2 separate regions of the Dromaius novaehollandiae genome follow, and region 1 is linked to region 2. A link is a contact called in public Hi-C data. All regions are on one chromosome and are shown on one strand. Each heading gives the region's core, a stretch centred on a gene start, on an enhancer-like site or on the middle of the called end of the contact. The rest is flanking DNA. Distances are from core to core; before and after follow the strand shown.

Region 1 (6,377 bases), core at 2,931-5,430, 150 kb after region 2:
AAGCAGGAATTTAGCCAGGAATCTAAATCTTTATGGCTTTGAACTCTGAAGACATTAAAAAGGCAAACCTACAGAGGAAATGAGAGCAACTCCTTCCCTTTGCACTCGGCTGTTCCGTCATTCCTGTGCTGTTCCATAACTAGCTTTTAATCTCTAGTTTTTGCAACCATGCTGTTTGCGGCTACGCTCTGGTGGAGCCCGTGTTCTTTCCCACTGTTGGACTATGCGCCTGTGGTTTCCATTGACATCTGAAGTCTGATGGGTGTTTCATCATCATCTAACAAACTTTTCACTCCGAGCCATGAACACGTAAAATTGTCGATCTTTTTTTCCAAAAAATCAAGAAATCAACCGCGTTGTTACTACCACCTAGTGGTGGTGATGGTAGACTTGCAGCAAGTGCTTTTTTTACACAAAAAATCCTTCAGAAGAGTGCCGATTATGGGCAGTTTATAAAACCTTTCTATAGTCCCATGGCTCTTTCTGTGGATATAAAAGGTTCACATATTTTACCACTTAGGCTGTTCTTAACTCGTTCTTCATAATGAGTCAGGGTGCTGAGGAGTTTTCAGTGACTAACTTACAAACATCTTTTGCATGATTTAACTTTGAGGCTCTTAATAAACCTTAATAAACAGTGGTCTTTTTCTTCATATGGAGGAAGCTGGCCTACTGTTCTGACACTCCTGCTGACTGCCCTGGTCTCACTCTCAGCCTCCTTCCAGCACTTTTGGTAACTGCTGGGAGAGCAAGCTCAGCCTCAGCATAGTCACCATGCCTGGGATGCAGTGAGACTCTAGAAAAAGAGCTAGGAGCAAAAAGCAAAAGTATGCAGCCAAAGAACAGATTAGAAAAAAAATTATTTTTTAGTTTTCCAGCAGACTCTTCAGGTCTCCAGAACAGGTCCCCACCAGACTCTTCTCAGTGGTGTCCAGTAACAATATGAGAGGCAACGGGCACAAACTGAAACACAGGAATTTCCAGCTAAACATAAGGAAAAACTTTCTTTCTGTGAGGGTGACTGAGCACTGGAACAGGTTGCCCAGAGTGGTTGTGGACTCTCCATCCCTGGAGATATTCAAAAGCCTTCTGGACATGGTCCTGGGCAACCTCCTGGGGGTTGGACTAGATGATCTGCCGAGGCCCCTTTCAAATCCAACCGTTCTGTGAGTCTGTGTGTGGCTCTATGTAGGTGTTAAGTCCATGCTTTGTTTAGAGGAGAAGCGTACACAGCTTCTAACACAGGGTGAAGAACACGCAGAAGCAATGCCTAAAAAGAGCTTCACTGAGGGTTACTGGGAATTTTGAGATGAAGATATAACAAATAATGAAGTCTACTAGATAAGCATGACCAGTGGTGAGAAAGCTTTCAGCGGCACAGAAGCTGCCAGCCTTCTCGGCATCCCAGACTTTAGGAGCTGGAGGAACAGCATTGACACATGTGTTTCAGTGCATGAAAGATCAGAGATCAAGACTTCAAGTCAGCTTCACACTGTCCAGGAATGTAAAAAGAGTAGGACAGGGGATGTGTATCAGGGATGAACACTGACACAGAGCATGAGATGAATGGCTGGGCAAGGGACAGATATCCTTGAAACTCATTTAATTCATACATTATTTCACTGTGCTATATCAGAAACTGAGACAGACGCTGACAGCACGTCCTCTGGGTGTTACTTCTTTATTTCTTTGTCTCAAAATATCTCACTGCCAAGAAATGAAATCTGGCGTAAGTCAACGAATTAGCACCACGTTATGAGGATTACGAGCACATTGACTAAAATAGCTGTTGTAGTTTCACATCTCCAATAATTTCATCCACAGTTAATGTATTTTAAGGTAGGTGGCAAGTCATTGTAATACACCAAAATCACTATAAGCACAAGAAAAATAAAGATTTGGTAAGGGACTTACTACATTTATAAATGCTCATTTTATTTTTCTTGGTAGTTGCTCTCCAGACTTCTGTAAATAAATTATTGTCTCCGCTTGTTAGATATTGCTTGCATCAAGGATTTCTGTCCAGCCTCTGGCCCCTGTCCTGCCGGTTCACTGTCACCTCCGTTTAAGAGAAAAGTTTTGAGTTTCCAACTTTCGGTGAAAGGTATGTGGTTTTAATGCTCACTTGCCACGAGAGGTCAGCATACACATTGTTAAATAGCAGCTATTTCTGGCTGCTAACTTTCAGAGGGGGAAGTCAGCAAGGAGCCGCATCCACTGGCTTCCTCCTTCAAGGAAGCAGGAATACATTTTACTCCCTGACTAATGCATTTCAGCTTGACCCAGAAATCTTTTTCATAGCACCATTGATCTGGACTGCACTGGAACAAGAGGGTTTCTCATCCCTGCCTAGAGCTATTTTTCTAAGAAAAGTATGGAGGTTTCTTGCCTCCTTTCTGGAAGTCATGGTCAAAGTGTTAGCATGTGTTCTTCAAAAGAACCCCCCCAAAACCCCAAACCCAACTTCAAGGAACTGTGCAATAACATGCATAAAAAGCCAACTAAATGGCATTCCTCATAAAGATCGTTACTGGAGAGCATTCTGAAAATAGCATGCCTGATAATGGCCCAGACCACTTCCTTATCTTTGCAAATGTTTGCAGTCTAATCAGCTTATCTCTAAAGATTAAGAGAGTCAAAGACAGGCAGGGTGTGATAGGAGCTGTTCTTTTGCTGGCGTAGTCTGACAGTACAACATGAAGTATTTATTCTTTGACCAACCTGTTCAGTTGGTCGTATGCACATGAATGTCGCTTTATGCCTGTTCCACCTTGGGGATAGTCTCCTTTACATAGTTCCAGGAAGCTCAGGGTCCATGTGCCTTTTTTGTGTGCATCCACTTCATGCTGACATGTGCCGTGCTAACCTAGGCTGTCTGCACGCAGCCCCGGCACAAGGTGCAGAACAGCCCTGTGCCTCTGCAACAGAGAAATCCCATAGCAAAGCATAGCCCTTCTGTGCTCTGTGCCCTGGGATGTGTCCTTATTGCTCATAGCCTTTGTGCTTTGGCAAGTGGCTTGGCTGCACCTGGGGGATGATTAAGCATACACACTGATTTTACAAGGCCTAGAACTAGCTCAATAATAGATATTAGCATTTTTAAGCCTTGAAAGGGATGGGGTAATAAATGAATATAGAATGTTGGGTATGGAAAGAGGTCTGGATGACTCTTGGTAGAGAAAGGAATCAGATGTTTCAATAATAATTAATAATATAGAAAATGTGGGTTAGATGCTTGTTTTTCTTGTTTCTTATAATGTAGTTAAGTAAGAGACAGTAGACTTAAAAATAGCAGAAAGAAAAAGAAGTTTACCAAGCAGATAATAAATGGGCTTTAGACATCTGAAGGAACATTCTCAACTTCCAGAGAAGCATCAGCTGGGATTTAAAAGAAGGAAAATAAGCATTTGTGCTTTGGAACGAGTGATAATCATTAACTGATGGATGCGGAGAGATGTTGTATGTCCACTGGTTTACTATAGGATTTCTTAAATTTTCTCTGAAGTGATTGGTACAGTCAAGAGAAAGGTTAATGGGCTTTGATGAACAGTGTTGTGATATTATTGAGTTCTGCAGGTCTTTAACCAGGGACCTGGGAGAGAGCTTTGTTACTTGCATATCCAACTTCCTTCCCTATTAGAACCTATTTATTCACTGACAGATGAAAACATGAGAAGTGTACCTGGCTAAAATCGAACCAACTACTTAGCCTGCTGATTTCAGCTCATGCAAGTTTTGCTGATGTGGTGGCCCATGTGGCCTTGGGACTGAATTTCCTCCTAGGTGATGCTGGCTCACACACAGCTCCACAGAGGCACAGCTGGGTTTTTCATCTGGTCCTCGTCCCTGTGGGCCAAGCACTTGCACCTCTGCAATAAAGTAAGGATGAACTGGGATGAATGCGGTGAGGTGGGCAGCAAAGCCTGGGTGATGGTGGCACTGGCATTTCAGATAGACTTTCTTGGGAGAAATGCCCCCGTACCACATTATGAATCTAGATTCACTGGAGAATTAGGAGAGGAAGCTCTTAATTTTTCTACCAGCTTTTGCATCCAGCATTAAAAACTACAAGCGAAGACAGTTCCTGTCTGACAAGGATGTGATTTTTAACTTGGTCAGTAGATGTCAGTGATGCACATACCTACTCACACACGGACAAACTAGGAAGCAAGAAGGCCTCTAGGAAAAAAAAGCCAGCTTCCTTTTTCCTCTCTGGAGTCAAAATGCAGCCAGTGGAAAAGAGGCAGGCATATACACCAGAGGGAAAAAGTTCCCTACAAGCATTTGAGATTCCTGTATCCCACTTACAAATATGATGGAACAGCAAAACTGGACAGTGCCAATGTAGGGACTGTCATATATCATTTCAGTCAGAGTTTTGGCAAACTTTCATTCATTCTATGTGAAAACATGCATTATCACCTTCCCTTTTCAGACTAATACCTCACACACTGCTGTAACAGTTAAATGCATATTATGGTTAAGTTGTTAGGCTAATCCTAAATCTTGCATCTACTGAAAACTATTTAAAAGGATTGACTCATTACACTTCAGTGCAGCTTATACCAGCTTATTAATAGCATGGTTTATTTTGCTAACATGGTAAATCAAGTAGGGAAAACTGAACATCTCATTCAGGAATAAATGAAATGTGACTTCTAATCCTTCAGAACCCTCATCGTTTCACAGCTTGCTGAATTCCTATACAATACTGGAAAACTATTTCTAAAAATCTGCAGCCCACCCTGGAGAATCCTAGGTGAATCACTTCAAATCTCCTTTTGTGCAGGAGGAAGCACCACGTAACAATAAATGTGTCAAAATGCCAAAGTGCAACATCTTGATAAATCACTGAGAACCCTTGTCTTCCTGATGAGGGAGGCTGCAAGTCGTTCACCCCTGAATTTCTCCCCTGCATGCACTCTCCCTTATTTTGGTTCCATGAAATGCAAGGAGAAGAACTTTTTCCTAAAGCTGGGAAAAAACTAGGCCCAATCATGGCTTAAGGTAGGACTGGGAACTCTTGGACAAAGTTTTTCAATAAATGAAGGTGAGACATGGAAGATTTTGCATTATGAATAAAAGTATAATGCATATTGATCAAAGAGGGAATGAGAACAGAGGAATGTTTAAAATCAAGTGGATGCAAATGACATTTGTGAGGTGATTGTGCCATTAACATTTGAACTGTCTTTGGCTTAAAGCTGAATTGTTGATCCTAACCCTATTTTACATGGGGACATGAATATTATCTCTGACCACAGCTTTTGACACGCAGCATGCAAAGTGGAGGCACAAACTAAAGTCAGGTTAGACCCTATGAATGCCCTGGTGTACTGTAGAGATTTAGGAGGACTGCCTGAATGCAGCGGCTAGAGTACAGCAGCTTGACAGCCGTCATAACAAACAAAGTGAGACTTATTCCACGGCTATTAATGGTTGCAAGGAAGCGAGTGCAGCTCAGCTATACCTCGTAATGGTTCCTTGCTGGGCCACGTGTCAGTATGCAATAATTATTTGGTATGTAACTTGTGTAGCTACATGTTCATACATGTGCCCTGAACAATTCAGACCTGTGGCCGTGGCCGCATTCCTCTTGTTGGACATAAATGGATTGACAAGATTTTGACAAACAGCCTGGGGAGCACAAAGGGTCACCGAGATGATTAGAGGCCTGGAGCATACGCTGCACGAGGAGAGGCAGAGGGAGCCGGGCTTGTCCAGGCTGGAGATGCCTATGGGGAGATCTGTTTGCAATCTTCCACCGCTTCACAGGAGAGGAGGCAGAGTCAGGCTCTCGGAGGTGCACAGGGAAAGGACAAGAGGCAACAGCGTCAAGGTGCAGCAGAAGAAATTATGGCTAGATTAAGGAAGAAATTTTCCACCATAAGGGTACCCAGAGAAATCTCCATCACTGGAAAATCTCATCTTGTTTCATCATTGTGAAACCTCCATAGTTGGTGCTGGGAGAAACCGGCACTGCAGGCAGGATGCAATCATAAGCTGGCACCATGCAGGTGCCTGGGTAGGGAAAAATGGTACTTTAAAACCCTTAAGCTCAGAATGAACATCTGACAAGTTTCTTGACAACTAGTATATGAAGCACTAGGTGGCCAGCTATCTTTGTATATCTTCATTAGTCCTCCGTAGCATGGTTTTGTACCTTTCCTACAAATGAATTGTCTTTCCAATTTTTTTCTAAAATCCTGTGTTATGCACCTCCATAGACTATGGTCCATCTGAGAACACTAAAAGAGGATCAGACTGGCTTAGAGCACTAAAAATTTCCAAACTTTTTCAATTTCAAACCTGTAAAAGAAACAGTGAAAGCACTGATTCTTTTACATGATAAACCAACAAAAAAGCTTTGCTTGAAC
Region 2 (6,210 bases), core at 2,586-5,085:
ACACCACATTCCTGAAAGGCAATTTTCTTTTCCTCTTAAGCTGCTAGTGTTGACATGATTTTTTTCCCACTCTTCTCATATATACTCCTTGTATAGAATGATTCTTCATCTTCCACCACATTAAAAGACCTTACATGTCACCTGATACTAAAGAATGATTTTCTGTTTCAGGTAGGCGTTGAGACTTTTTTTTCATTTTAATACTTTGAAGATACAGGGAATTCACAGAAGCCAGTACAGGATGTCAAATACCTATGGAGACTTGATGCCACACAATCGCTTCAGGAAGCCACATGGTACATTCAAATGAGATTTACTCTTTCACAGATGTCCGTTCTAGCATTTCAAGATGTTAAGTGGACTTAGTCCTGGTTGCCTAAAATGCAATCCACAGAATCCTAAACTTTCAGCCATGATTTTGATGTTCCTCTTACATGTTACATACAAATTGCACCACGTTACTTCTCCTCTTATCAGAAACAATGAGGATGTTCGAGTTGCCTGTTCATTCTAATCAAAGGCCTAACTTTTATTCCATCTCTAGTACCATGCTTCAATTATATTTCACATGCTCTTCTACAGTACAATGCTCTATAAACTAGTAAAAAAAAATTGACATCTGATGCATTTTAGGTTTCAAAAAAAAAAAAAAAAAAAAAAAACCCACAGTAACCCGAGTAATACATTCTTTTATTTAAAAAAATAATAATGATGTGGACGTTACTGAACTAACCACTTTGAGAAAAAATAGAAGCAAACATTTCTGCTTTAGCCACAGAAATAAAAACAACACAGATAACACGTGGGGTATAGATATTTGTACAAGTATGAAACGTAGTTCTATAGCTACAAGTAGGCACAATTTTTATTTACTGGTAGAGTTCAGTCTGTATTCATCTTGGCAACTGTAGCGGAGAAGCACACTTTCTCTACCAGAAATAGTCACATTCTTCTGTATGAGCTAATCAACATGAGTTCAGAATTCATGACTCAAAGGCAGTTCACAAATTGACATAAGCCTGCAGATGAATTAACATGCTGAAATAAACCATAAGCCACCAGGCTAACAGGCTGCCATCCCATCTTCATTGAGACTTTACCTTACATCAGCCTTTTACTAGTCAGTGCAAAGTAAGAACAAAATATTTTCCTAGATAAGATAAGACCGCAGCGTCATGTCAGTATATACCTGAATACCTGCCAAGCAGGAGTTGACACAAAGTTTTGGGGATTTATGTTTTGAGCCTAAACATTTTAATAACATTTGCACTTTCAGCATCTCATCACTTCTACAAAACAATGAAGAATGATCAGATATAAACTTGCTATAAAAATAATGATCATATAAAACCAGCACTACTTGAAGAAATTTCCAAGTGATCTCATTGCCCTCCAGGACTTCGGCGTATGCCTCTGACATCACTTCCTACTGTATCATACCATAGGTATGAACGTAAACTACATGAATAGAATTTTTATTGAGTATAATTGTAACCAGAAAAAACTAAATATTACCTCCTTTTTTTACCTCACTCCATCTGAACTGATGCCGTCTTACAACAGAGAAGACAGAATCAAAGCCCTCCTTCTGGATCAGATCTGCCACTTTTATAAGATCACTGGGATGTAAACAGGGAGATGTTGCTTGAATATTTCCTACAATATCAACCTCTAAAGAAAAATAAACATTTATGAAACAGTGATTTTTTTAATGCACACAATTGCAAACTGTGACATGAGCAAATACCACTTAAAAAGGAGAACCTTACTAGCTTATATTTAGTACAGGCTTTACTTATTTTTCTAAATAAAATAAAATAAATGCATCATATTTCTAAGTTTATAATAAAATACAAAAGCTCAGCACATTTTGCTACTGGAACCAAACAAATAATACTGATGTACCATGATGACGATTAAGAAACTCTCTGATAGTTTCTAGAGAAGTAGAAGAGTCTTGAGACACTTCAGGGCTTCTGCGATGAACTTGAGCACCAAACTGCTTTGCAACCTTCTCAATTTCATCATGGTCTGTAGAAACCCATACACTGTTGGCAGACAGTGACAGAAATGAATAATTATATGAACAACTTAGCTTGCCTCAGACCCTATTAAAATGAAACATAATGGCTACAGAAGCAATAGGTTGCTAACCCATTACTAATTTGCCTGTCATAGCCTGCTAACCTGAACAACACCCTGGCTTATCCACGGACTAAATCTGGCAATGAAGAAAAGAGAACTAGTTTATATCCTTGTGTTGTTAAAACGTCCCTGTCAGTACAAGAATGAACAACTTTTAGAAATAAAGAACAAAAACACACTTGCTAGTTTGTAAACTCTCAAGTCTGAGCTGCATTTCAATTTAATACTGTATGGTACTTGATCTACCATGCATGTAGGTTGCTTGAGCAAAACCAAATACAGAAATGTTACCATAAATATGCAATGTCAGTATGCTACAATTTGCTAGGCCCACTAACAGACCACTGAGTGATGAATGGGTGAAATGATGTATTCAGAATCACTCAGGAGTTCAGAAACAATCCTGACAACAAACAAAACTGCTACTCAGCTATAGAATTAGCTTATTCTGCAAGTATAATGGAATGTATTGGTTAGTCTCCTTCCAATCCCAGGGCAAGAGCCTTTTGAGTTGCCATCACAGACATTTTGGCACAAAAAAGCTCTCATACTGGTAAAGCAAGATTGTTATTATTTAGGTATGATAAACATTTACAAAGGGAAGGGCTAAATCTGGCTATTAGGTGATGACAAACACTGGCTGAGCATTGTGCACCACTGCTGCAATCATTTTTACAGAAAAGCATACAGTATATATATAAAAAAAAGTGAAAAAGTTTATTCTTACAAAACTATTGGCATTCTCAACATACTGTACATAGCAAATGATGCTTAAGTTTTTCCATTCAAAGACATCATGGGATCACTGTAATAAGTATGACCATGACAGCAACATCAAGTCACACCCATGTAAACAAATGCCAAAGTGAGAGATATTTTCCTTGTGCTTCAGGTTGGCTAGTTCAAACATACTCTACCCATTTAACTAACAAAGTTTTGTTGTGTAATATGTACACTGACTGATGGCACAGCGCTTTTAAAGGGGTCTAGAAAATTTCTGACACCGAGGGACGGACTGCTCCCTCTATAATAACAGAATGAGTCTCTCTACTGGTAGTTGTATTTAAGATTTTGCGTCAGACTCTCTCAGGGTTAAGCCCGCTGGAAAGGGGCCGCTGCCCCAGGAGCCTGCCCTAGGCAGGCCCCCCCGCCGCCACGCTCCCAGGCAGCTCCCCCCCCCCCCCCCGTGCCGGGGCTCCCCGGCACCTCAGCCAGCACCCCAAAACCTCCGGCCCACCTTCTCTGCCTGCAGCGGAGCCCCGCGTCCCCTCCACTAACATGGCGCCAGCCCCCCCCCCCCCCCAACCCCGCCGCAACGCCGGGGGGGGGGGGGGGGAACGGCGGAGTGGAGGCGCATGCGCACCTGTGGAAGACCCCTGCGTCGAGGGCGGCGCGCAGCACCCAGCCGATGAGCGGCACGCCGGCCAGCAGCTTGATGTTCTTCAGCGGGATCCCCTTACTGCCGCCGCGCGCCAGCACCAGGGCGGCCAGGTGGCCCCGCGGCCGCGCGTCGCCCGCCGGCAGCGCGCGCGAGCCCCCCGCGCCGGCCTCCATGTCGCCGCCACCTTCCGCGAACCCCCCGTGTCCGCCCCGCCCTAACTGCCAGCTCCTTCTACCTACACCCTGAGGCTCGGCGGTGCCTGCCACGGTGCGGGCTGGGCCATGCTGGGAAATGTAGTCCTTTGGGGCGGGCGCCGGCCCGGCCGCGCATGCGTGTAGGCGGGCGGGGCACGCGCGGCGGGAAGCCGTTGGGTGTGGGAGTTGAGGTCGGCCAGGGGCCCTGAGGCGAGGGGATCGGGTCGGGGGCCTGGAGCCCCTGGACGCATCGTTGTGGGGGGAAGTAGGCGTGAGACGGCCTTCCTTCTACCTGGGAAGAGATGGCCACTCTTTGGTGTGGGGTACCCACACGCAGCACTGTCCTGACTGTGAGATGGGGCCACCTCATGTTTCCTTAGATAACATTTCAGGGTGCAGTGGAGAGTGCCTTGTGGTATGAATCACGAGGCTCTGTTCTTAATAAAGCTTGTGCACTTAAAAAAATCAGTCTGAGGTGCAGCTGCCTCTCATGTTAACATGTCCAAGATGGCTTTAGGCTCATTAGCTGTGGTACTGAACAGCACATAGCCCTTGCAGCAGGGAGCTGAGCAAGCACTGCAACGTTATGTCTGGAAAACTGCATAAACCAGATTCTGCTGTTTTCCTTCAGCTGCTAGTATAAATCCTTATCCTTGACTGGTTTGTCCTGTGTCATTTCCTTCTGTGTAATGAGTCCCGGCAGAGGGCAGAGTAATCACATCGGAGCTTTTTTATATGTGAGGAGGAATTTTGTTTCAGTCACCACTTCTATTTTCCATCTGCTCAAAGTGTATGAAAACATAAAAACACCCTCTCTTAAGTCCTATAAACTAACTCGTAGAAGACTAGATGGCTAAAATAAAGTGATACACTACCAATATAAGACTGTAGAGGAGCATGGTTTTTAGTAAACTTCAGAAAATGGAAAATAGGGGCAGGTAAAATGTGTTGTAAGGTCAGTCCTGAAGACTCACATGGTTGATCCTCAATGGAAATGTATCACACCCAGTTCAGTGCAGTTGTCCTCAGACTGTTTTAGACGTGTCACAAACTGGAAGGGTCTCACCTACCAATGCCAAAGGAAATGCTTTCCAGTTTTATTCAGCTATAGTTGGAGGCTTAAAAAGAATAATTATTGGGGTTTTGTTTTGCTGTTTTTGAAGTGGACATCTGTACAAAAGGGTCACACCAAAGAGAGACAGATCACCTTTTCCTATGCAGATCATGGCAACACCTTTCAGAACGTTTTTCTAGGCGAGATTGAAACTAGTAGCCTCAAGCTGCTAAGTTCCCTATTTCCTACAGACCAGTTCTTGTGCACTTACTTTTGAAGTCTTTTTGAACTCTAGAGCTTCAGGCCTTTGTCACATCAAAGCCCCTACCTATTTATCATTACCCTTCTGTCAGAGGCTGTTGTTCCCACAAGAGATGGAGTTCAACAAAATGTGTTCCTGTGGACTAACTTTTATTTTAAATCATATGATTTTGTGCAGATCTTTGAGAATTCCTTTAAAGAAGTCATAGACAGCACTTATCTAGTGTATTGTCTATGTATTATCATGTAATATGTATGCATTAGTTCCTAAATCATATTTCTTACTGCATTGTCTCTTCCATACATTTTGAAACATGAATTTTGCATTTTGGAAGGTATTATGATAAAATTACTCATGTTTTAAAGAGAATATACAAAGCTTTATCAATTGAAGAATAAGAAAACATAAGCTATAGTAAATCTCTTTCTAGGTGACTCAGATAATTGTTACAATATTCAAAACACCTGCCTGCTAAGTGGAAATGGGTTAAAAACATTGAGTTTCTGTATTTTGGTTCATCACATTATGGAAATTGGATGATTTATCAATAGTAATAACAATACAATAAATAATGTTTAAAAAATATTTTATCTACATAATTCACTTTAGTATCTCAAAGCCAGGGATATCCTAAATGGGGAGCTGAGCCTGGATTCCACTTTCATTTATAGAGAAGAGAAATTACATTAGAAGATCTGGCAAACATTATAGATTTTCTAGATGAGGTTCATCTAGTAAGGTTTTCTTTACAAGTCTGTAGTTAATTAAAAACCTGTTGGCATTCACTTTTCCCTTCACACCAGGAGCAAATCTTTTACTCATAGAATCACAGGGCTGGAAGGGTCCTCTGGCAGTATCTTAAATACCTATGTCCTTCTTGACAGGCACTTATCTAACCCATTCTTAAACCCATTCTTCAGTAAAGTTGATTCCATAATCTCTCCAGGCAATCCAGAGTTTCATATGATTGCTAAGCTTTTCCCAGTCTTAACTGAATCTTCCTTTCTGCAGTGTAAGTCCATTAAGTCTTGTCTTATCCAGAATAGATGTAGAGAACAAAGTGTTTCCTACCTGTTTTCAGCAGGTATTTGCATATTTGAAAATAGGTATCCCCTCTCCTCTTACACTATTCAAGAGAAAGCCTGTTAGTTCAATCTTTCTCCTAGTTCAACTC

Evidence for each region. Hi-C and Micro-C count contacts between places; a contact is called where the count stands out from the background.
Region 1: a Hi-C map of ovary shows a contact between it and region 2, with 3 times the contacts expected there. The contact joins the enhancer-like site here to the promoter of CMAS in region 2. A contact is called at or near these places in 3 of 4 Hi-C or Micro-C datasets (brain, liver and ovary).

Annotation. Positions count from the first base shown.
Region 1 is chr1:71,263,976-71,270,352 of bDroNov1.hap1, forward strand. No RefSeq gene overlaps it. Among named protein-coding and RNA genes, the nearest start is that of KCNJ8, 35 kb to the left of the region's middle. Within about 2 kb of position 4,181, at least 1 of the 2 cell types and tissues checked has open chromatin away from gene starts, as enhancers often do.
Region 2 is chr1:71,114,204-71,120,413 of bDroNov1.hap1, forward strand. CMAS (cytidine monophosphate N-acetylneuraminic acid synthetase) reads right to left here and starts at 3,836. Exons shown (of 8, transcript XM_026092682.2): 1 at 3,509-3,836; 2 at 1,906-2,048; 3 at 1,516-1,671. The coding sequence starts at 3,699.